2 separate regions of the Gossypium arboreum genome follow, and region 1 is linked to region 2. Evidence: chromatin contacts called from public Hi-C data. All regions are on one chromosome and are shown on one strand. Each heading gives the region's core, a stretch centred on a gene start, on an enhancer-like site or on the middle of the called end of the contact. The rest is flanking DNA. Distances are from core to core; before and after follow the strand shown. Region 1 holds the start of LOC108464288 (kinesin-like protein KIN-12F). Region 2 overlaps LOC128286718 (a long non-coding RNA gene).

Evidence for each region. Hi-C and Micro-C count contacts between places; a contact is called where the count stands out from the background.
Region 1: a Hi-C map of leaf shows a contact between it and region 2, with 3 times the contacts expected there. The contact joins the promoter of LOC108464288 here to the enhancer-like site in region 2. A contact is called at or near these places in 2 of 5 Hi-C or Micro-C datasets (both in leaf).

The regions. Positions count from the first base shown.
Region 1 is chr13:110,445,577-110,450,267 of ASM2569848v2, forward strand. LOC108464288 (kinesin-like protein KIN-12F) reads left to right here and starts at 2,159. Exons shown (of 16, transcript XM_017764502.2): 1 at 2,159-2,736; 2 at 2,828-2,890; 3 at 3,059-3,196; 4 at 3,302-3,385; 5 at 3,513-3,638; 6 at 3,744-3,803; 7 at 3,916-3,969; 8 at 4,069-4,161; 9 at 4,569-4,664. The coding sequence starts at 2,452.
Region 2 is chr13:110,363,075-110,367,849 of ASM2569848v2, forward strand. It overlaps LOC128286718 (a long non-coding RNA gene), which reads left to right. Exons shown (of 2, transcript XR_008277355.1): 2 at 1-126. Among protein-coding and RNA genes, the nearest start is that of LOC128286718, 4.0 kb to the left of the region's middle. Within about 2 kb of position 3,212, at least 2 of the 2 cell types and tissues checked have an H3K27ac peak or open chromatin away from gene starts, as enhancers often do. A contact at or near this core is called in leaf, where this site is marked.

The DNA of each region.
Region 1 (4,691 bases), core at 909-3,408, 81 kb after region 2:
TAAATGAAACATGTTTTACCTTGAAAATTGCTTGACATGTTTTTGAATGTGAATAAATTGACAATAATTTCTCTACATGATAATAAAATCGTAAGTAAAATAAAATTTCAAGTTAGATTCATTTGATATAGTGTTGAAAAATTCAATCAATTAAAAGTTAATATTTTAAATAACTTAATTTTTAAATACGTTTAATAACCTATGATAATAACTATTGGATAGAATAATTTTAACAAAAAGTATAGAAAATGATAAATAGAGGGACTTATTAACAAAAAGTATAGAAAATGATAAATAGAGGGACTTACTTATCACTTAATATAGAATAAATTAATTATTTTATTGCATTTAATATTATATTATCTTTTATTAAATTTTATTTTCTAATATAACCTCTAGAGCTACCAAATACGAATTAAGTGATAATATTATCAAATTTAATATTATATTATATTTAACCCTTAAATAAGAGGATAATGCATTTCAACGCACTTGAAACCATACGATGCCAATTGAGCTAAAACTCAATCAGCGATGATAAAAACATTTATAACACACTCTAAGCAAATGAATTCATATTATAAGTGTGATACCAAATATAAATTATTGGTGAAAGTATCATAGCCATCCTTATATTATATTTGGATTGCATTTTAGTTTTTCTATTGAAAAATAAGTAAATTGGTCTCCGTACGTTACATGAATGAGCAAATAGTTCATTCGTTAGTTATCCCATAAAATGCTTGTTTTCGTGTTGTATTTATGAGGTACAATTTAGTTTTAACCTTTATAATTTTATTCAATTTGGCCCCTATTGTTTTATTTGAAGCAAATTGGCTCTTAACCTTTCATTGTTGATGTAATACTATTTTATCTTACATGTCATATTAGTAAATAATTTAAAAATATTAAAAAAGAATATATGAATAAAAATTTTTATTTCAAAATTATGGAAAACTCTTCAAAATGAAAAAAATGAAAACATAAAAATTTCAAAAAATTATACAAGTATTTTAATGAATTTGGGTATATTTTAAGAGATTTTTTTCATAATTTTCGGAATTATAATACCGTGTCAGTAATGAAAATTTTGAAGGTTAATTTTCTCTAAATAAAAAGAGTAGAGACCAAATTGAATAAAAATGTAAAGATCAAGAACTAAAATTACTATTATCTCTTAAACACAAAACACCAAAATAAGTATTTGAAGGAAGAATTATTTTACTCTCTTCAATAAAAAGAACTAAAATTCAATCTGAAATATAGTTAAGGGACCCTGTAGTACTTTTAACCGAACCCCATTTGGTTTTCTTTTGATAATACGGTTTATTTGTTTTATTGAAAATTACTTCTGAAAATAATTTTTAAAAATAATTTATTTTTTGAAAAATTTAATATTTTCTAGTGTTTTGGATGAATTTATATAAAATATTTTTGTTGTTTGACAAATTTCTTAGAAATATTTTATAAAAGCTATTTTCAATGAAATAAACATTCATATAGGATTTTCATCTTTTTATTATTTAATTGAATTTATTTTATATCTATAAATTTTATATTTTACATTGTTTTTGCATATATTAAAAATATTTTGTTAAATTTAGATTCATTATAATGTCATTTTTAGTTGTATGACTATCAAGTGAGTATTTTTATTTAAAAATGTGACATTAACAAAATTAACAAAAAAATTTAACAATGTCAATAATTGGACTTGATTTTCAAATTTGAAAAATAGAGGAACTAAATTCTTAAAAACAAAATTATAGAGACTAAATTATAAATTTATGAAGAATATATAGACTTATGATATATTTAACCTTTATACTACAAAACATTTATTATTAATATATTATAATTGTAATAAAAATTTATTATTAAAATAAAATTAAAATATTAAATAGTTTATTAAAATAATAAATTATATTATTATATTAATAATTTATTATATGACTAAATATAAATAATTAAATATGTATGTTTAATAATTTATTATTAATATAATAATATTAAGTTTGATATAAGTTAAATTTTGAATAAAATAAAAGAAAAATGTTTATTTTCTATTCATCAAATTGTTTTATTTGAACCAAACACAAAAATATGGAGAAGATATTTTCTTTAAAACGTTTTACAACCGACCCTAAGGAGAAAAGCAAAGGGTATGACCATGAAGGATATTATGGTCATTTGGAGCTAATAAAACACACAGCTAGATCTAAAGATTTAAGAGTTCGAAAACCACAACGGTCATCTCCATCCGCTTCTCACAAACAAAAACTTCCCATCACCCTCTTTCTGCTTCTCTACAAATTCAAATTTAAATTTAAATTCAAATTCGAAGCCGTCCCTCACTCTCTCTCTTTCTCAGAGATCTCAAATCTTTCTTCTTCTTCTTCTCTATACCTTCTTCTTTTTTCTGAAAACTCCCAAAATACGAGAGTGAAAACAATGAAATCAACTGCAGAAGCCGCCGTTGCCGAGAATGGCCGGTTTTTGGGAAGCATTTCGACTTCTTCGCTTCGAAATCTGCTTCCTAAATCAAAACTTAAGAAAAGCATCAAGAAATCCAACTCTGAAAACAGTCCTCCACCAGATCCCAACATTATTCAAATAAATAATTCTGCTCAGTTTTCCCCCAAATCTCCACTCTCCAAATCGCTTACTTCTGACTCCTTCGTGAACCCATCTGACGCTCATCCCCAAATTCCGCTTTCTATGGACTCTTCCGTCAAGGTATAGTTAAACAACATCAGTATTTCCTTCTTCTTATTATTATTTTAAAAAAAAATGATATATGTTGAACCATTGTTTGGAATTTAAGCAGAAAGATATGGTTGAATCCGAAGAACAAAATGGAGATTTGACGAATTTAGATCCATCCGTCAAGGTAAACGCAATTTCAGTGCAACACAGTTCTCATAATTTTAAAGCTTTTAGCATATTTCTAAACAAGGTTTTGAACTTCTTCTGGGTTTTTTCAATCTTTAGCAAAGTTGAAAACCGAACTTGCTTTTTAAGTTTGACTCAATTTTCATATTTTTTTGTGAACAAATAGGTGGTAGTGAGAATTAGACCCATAAATGGTCAAGAAAAAGAAGTGGATCGAACAGTGACGAAGGTTTCTTCAGATTCTTTATCAGTCGGTGGCCGCAAATTCACATTCGATTCTGTTCTTGATGCAAATTCCAGTCAGGTTAGTCAGCAGAATCAATTTTTATATCTTCATTTATATTTTTCCTTTTTAGAAAAAAAGGGTGTGTTGACTCATAATAAACTGTATTTTTTTGGTGGCTACCAGGAGAATGTCTTTCAACTAATTGGTGTTCCTTTGGTTAAAAATGCATTAGCTGGTTACAACACTTCAGTTTTGTCGTATGGACAGGTACTCTTTAGAATATATAAATATATTTTAAGCTCTTTATCTGTTTGATGAGCATTCATAACAATAAAATTTGACGGTGAGTTGTGTATAAAGTAACCATGGTTTATGCAAAATTACTTGTCAATAGACTGGAAGTGGAAAGACTTATACAATGTGGGGTCCACCAAGCGCCATGGTTGAGGACCCTTCACCTGCGAGCCACCAGGGGATTGTTCCTCGTATCTTCCAAATGCTGTTCTCTGAGATTCAAAGGGTATGCTCTTCTGTTTTCCTTATTCTGAATTTTATTAGAAAATGAGTATTAGGACTTTGGAGTTTGGAAGTGTAGTTCATTGCTTCACACGTTTAAATTTTGTAGGAACAAGAGAACTCTGATGGGAGACAGACAAATTATCAGTGTCGTTGCTCCTTTCTTGAGGTATATACTGGATTGAAGTAGTCTAGTTTGCCGTCCTGAATCTGAATGCTTGTAACAATGTCTGGACCTTTTGTTAGACATAATGTAATGCTTTCTGTACGTTTATTTTCAGATTTACAATGAGCAAATTGGGGATTTACTCGATCCAACTCAAAGGAACCTTGAGGTAAATGTTTGCCTATACTTATTTTCCCATTCAAACAGCTTCCCAGGGTTTATTGCTTCAGGTTGGTGCATAATTGGTTTGTTGGACATCGCTTTCCAGATAAAGGACGATCCAAAGAATGGATTGTACGTTGAGAATTTGACAGAAGAATATGTTTCTAGCTATGAGGATGTAACTCAAGTTTTGATTAAGGTAGGCAGGCAACCATACAAGCTGAAATAATGTTTTCAATGCATACTTATCTAACACATTTTCTTTAAAATATGTATATTTAGTATAATCTTTACTCATAAGTCTTTTTAACAATAGTGTTTTAATGATGTTAAACTTGTTATCGTGTCAATTGGATAGTGTATGTATAAATTTTAACTAAAAAACTGTAGGTAGTTTTTTTATAAATGGATACCTATTATTAGTTTCTAGTCAATTATCTAATTTAGTTGGTGTCAATTGGCAAAAGCTTAATAATAGTACTGATAGGAGAAATTTATCAGTGATAAAAAATAAATATAATAAAGAATAAAGAAGATCGTAGATATATTATTGACTTGAAATTTTCGTTCCATGCATGTATTTATTACTCTTTATGTGTGTTACAGGGGCTTTCAAGTAGGAAGGTTGGAGCAACTACTGTAAATTCCAAGAGCTCTCGGTCTCACATTGTTTTTACTTTTTTCATTGAATCTTGGTGCAAGGTACAGAGCCAAATCTTGATTTTATAT
Region 2 (4,775 bases), core at 1,962-4,461:
AAAAAATCTAAAGGGCCTAAATGAAAATTTTCCATTTTAGGGGGGGCCGGGGCCCATGCCTACCCCCCCTGGTTTCGCCCCTGCTAGAACTAGGTAGTTTTGTCCTGGCCAGGGTTATAGACAAAATGGCTTGCATTGATCCTCAACTTCTATTTCACAAATGGTTGTGTCATTCCAGGTACCCCATTCATGGTTAATTAGTTTAGACACCCTCGTGTACTTTATATTAATTTTTTGATATCGAATTCGACTATATCCAAGTCTTTGAATCCAAGGATCATTCCAAACATTCACAGACTCTCCATCACCAATGCACCAGCCCATGCCTTTCTCCAACAAACCTCGAGCACTCATTATGCCTCTTCAGGTAAGAGAAGGGTAAGAACCTAATCTCGTAGATAAGAAATCATATACGGAAAACAACATGCCAAATGTGCCAACACTATTTAGTTAATAAAGAAATATTAAACAATGCTAAATCATGAAAACCTAAGCCCCCAACGGACTTAGGCAGGCATAAATACCTCCAAGAACTCTAATGAATGCCTTTTAACGATTTAGAAGCTCTTCACTAGAAATTATCAAGTACGTTTTCTAATTTAAAACACAGTTTTCGAAAAAAGAAAACATCGCATCGCATATACAAGTAGAGCTTGCAAAACTAACTTTATCAAAGTTTATTTCCTACCCATAAATAAGAGCCACAAATTCCAACTCTCCACTCTACTATGAATTTTATCCACTTAATGCGCAAAAGTCCATTTTTATTTCCTCCCCACCATCATAGGCAAGCTGAGATATTTTTTAGGATTCAAAGACACCCAAACCCTTAATGTACTACTTACAGTGTTTCTGTCACTTTCATACTCATTTGTTCATACTCATTTGCCTCGAAATATATCTAAGACTTATCATAGTTAATCGTTTGACCAAAAGCTTTCTCATATTCTGATATCACTCTATGGACATTCTTCGCTTGTTCCTTTATAGCTTCCCTAAAAATGATGCTATTGTCTGCAAAAAATAAATGATTAATGGTCACACGCCCTCTCCCTACACAAACCCCTCGTATTAAATTTTCTTTTTGAGCAACGACCAGGATCATTGATAACCCTTCAACACATAGCAGAAACAGAAAAGGACTGAGTGGATCTCCCTGGCTTAAACTCATTGACAGAACAAAACTGTCACTACAGCCTCCATTGATTCCCATTGTGTACGTGACAAAAGCTACACATCTTATCATCAACGTCACCTAATCTGCATGAAATCCCAACCTTAGCATCATCACGACCTTGCACATGTTGAGTTTTAGAGCAAAATTACCTTTCTTACCCCATTTCTTTCTTTTCAAAATGTAAAGAATCTCATAAGCGACCAAGATATTATCAAAAAATTGCCTACTCTATATAAAAGCCCCTCGTGGCTCATAACACAGAAATTTAGGAAATCACTCATTCAGTTTACAATGACCTTAGCAATAATTTTGTATATAATAGTACAGAGGCTAATAGGTCTAAATTGCATAATAGTGCGTGGTTTACTAACCTTGGGAATCAAAATGATATGTGTGGCATTAATATCCTCAACTACAACATCACCTCGAAGCACATTAAGACAATAAGAAGTAACCTCTAGTCATAAGATGTACTAATATCTTTGAAAAACAAAGATGGAAATCTGTCAATCCCGAGAGCCTTTAATGGCCCCATAGTCTTGACTGCATTCCAGACCTCCTCTTTAGAAAATGGTTGTAACAGTTGTTCATGCATTTCATCTGATATCCTACATTATACATTTTTCAAATATACGTAAAGTCTCTCCCTCTTCGGATGTCGTGAATAGCTTATTGAAATACCCCAGATACTATTTTTAGAACACCATCATGATCAGATAGCCATCTTCCATTTTCATTCTCAAGCCCTTTAATTATTTTTTATTTTTTTCCTCCCTATGTCCACTTTGTGAAAGAAAGTAGTATTGCGATCTCCATGAGAGAGCCAATTGGTTCGAGCCCTTTGTTCCCAAAATATTTTCTCCTTGTCTGTCTTTAGATTCAAGCTTAACTGGATTTCGGTAAAATTTAGCAAGATTATTATTAGTCGGTTCTACCTTATGTAGTTCCTTCATTCTATCAACTAGCTTTGGCTTATGTGCTTTTCGATTTCTCTTTATTATTGAATTCCAAACAATTAGTTGTTTGCCCAACCTTCAAGTTTTGTAGGTAGTTTCTCCGAAATAGACTCCCAATAATTCCTAATTACTTTCTCGTTGTCATCTTCTAAGCACCAATTCACATTAAATCAAAACTGCCTTTTATTATTCCCATGATGTGAATGATTCTGTCCCCTTGTATTTACCAAAAAAGGACAATGATCAGAAATTGAGTGACATAAGTAAGCTACAGAAAATGCAGAGAACTGTTCCCACCATGCCTAATTAGCAACCTTTGCTCGGTCTCACATATATTTGTTTCTGCAAATATGCCTCTTTTCCAAGTATACCACCTTTCAAAAAAACCAGGTCATTAAGATTCCAATCGGATAATGCCAAAAGAATAGCTAACATATTTTTCTCTACCCGTATACGATCTCCATTTTTCTCGAAAGAAAAAGCAATTTCGTTGAAATCACCAACAATCAACCAAGGGAGACTTTGATCACTACCCAACTGATAGAGCAAATCCCAAGAATATCCTTTCAATCATTCATCTAGATTTCCATAGAACTCGATAAATTGCCAGCTCAACTCATCCTATTCTTCTTGGATTTCAATGTCGATATGGTGATGTGAAAAACTTCAAAGAATGACCATATCATGTTACTTCCACCCTAGACATAACCTACATTTCGAACCCTCAACACCTACTTCATACTATTATGAAATCCACATTTTCGTCAAACACCTTTCATTTTCCTCGCACTTATTTTTGTTTCCATCAAAAACAAAATCTAGGGACGAACTTCTCTCAGGTGATTCCTAAGATGGTGAATTGCCCGTGGATTTCCCAGTCCACGAACGTTCTAGCTGAAAATTTTCATAATGCCCGACTGTCGTGCCTAGTAGAGCCAATGATAAATCATGTTGTCCATGTGACACAATTGAATCTCCTAAAATCACAGAAATGCTAACCAAAGTCCCTTGATGCTTTTTTACGTCATCAATATGAGTGGGACTACTTTCTCCATTAGACTCCAAATCCATGAGCCCAGTAATAGTATCTCCGGGATCGCTTGGCCCCATTCCATCTTTAGGACCCACATTAATTATAGACAACATCCCCACATTAGTGGCAACAAATCCCTGATTAGAATAAGAACCCATATAACATAAGAAATCCCTTGAATTATGCATGGTCAAACCTCTTTCCTTTTTTGGAATCTGGCTACTCGTTCTATCCGGCTACTACAATCATCTGTTAGTCTTCGTCAACCCTCCCCTTGTTGATGTTCTTAGTGTGATATCCCAGTCGAAAACAATCTTATTTGAGTCTACACAAACTTTTATCGGACAAAAACTTTCCCCATGGTCAAGCTTTCCACAAATGAAACAAAATAGACTCAGTTTTTCATTCTTAAACATGGCATAGTACATTTTATCCCCCAATTGAACCTTTTTTTTTTCCATTTAAGGGCTAATCTCACATCCAACCGTGCCCTTATTCGCATATACTAGTGTGTCCCTAAAGATGGGATCTTGGTATCATACCCGAGAAAGTCGCCCAAGAAAGATCCAAATCACCTTGCCATTGTTTCTGCCTTCAGACCCGATGGCAAATTATGCATTTGTATCCAAAACACAACATGGTTGAGATTGATTGTTAAGGGATCATCATTTAGTCGTATTTTGTGAAGCAGAAGAAGATTATTATTTAAAAAAACCACGACAATCCATCTAACACCCTTTTCATATCAACTGCATAAAAAAATTTAGACGGATATCGTTTTTCACCCAAATCTGTAATGGCAATTCTTCCAATTGGGTGCCAGAGGTCGACCATTGTGTTTCAAGAAGATGGAAAGTGGACAACAATGTCCATTAGGCAAGTTCCAACGAGATGGAATTGAAGATCATGATCAGACGCCTTAGGATCCTCCTAGAAGGCAACTTCTTCCTCATTAACGAGACAAAGATCCGCCATCTCGTCCTCCATTGGACCCTAAAAAACTACACAAAATCGAACTAAAACCGCAAAAAAATTGAAAAGAAACAAGCATGTCAACGAGGACGGATGAAAACCCATGCTAGAGAATGGCAGACAAAATTTAAATTTAATTTCAACATATAAATATATATAATAAAATTTAAAACATAATATAATAAAATTAACTATGTAATCGTTCTATTTTAATTTTTCTACCGCATAAATATATTCTCAATTAGGTATTTTAAAGATTATGATATTTATATAAATGTTTAATTTTACTTACTTATTTTAAAATTGTAATTATAAAATTTAAAATTATATTTTATTATTAAATTTTATATTATATACCATTTATTATTTGATGCATAACATTTTTCACTTGTACTAAAAATTATTTAGGTTCTATCAAAAGAAAATTATTTATGTTAAAATGTGCTATATGTCCATGTACACTTCACAAATTTGGAATTTAGTCCCTATACTTTTATTTATAAGAATTTAGCTCTTCTACTTTTATATTTCAAAATTCAAGTCCAATTATTAACACTGTTAATTCTTTTGTTAAATTTATTAGTATGACATTTTGAAATAAATTAAAACACTTGGTAGTAATGTAATTTAAAAAAAT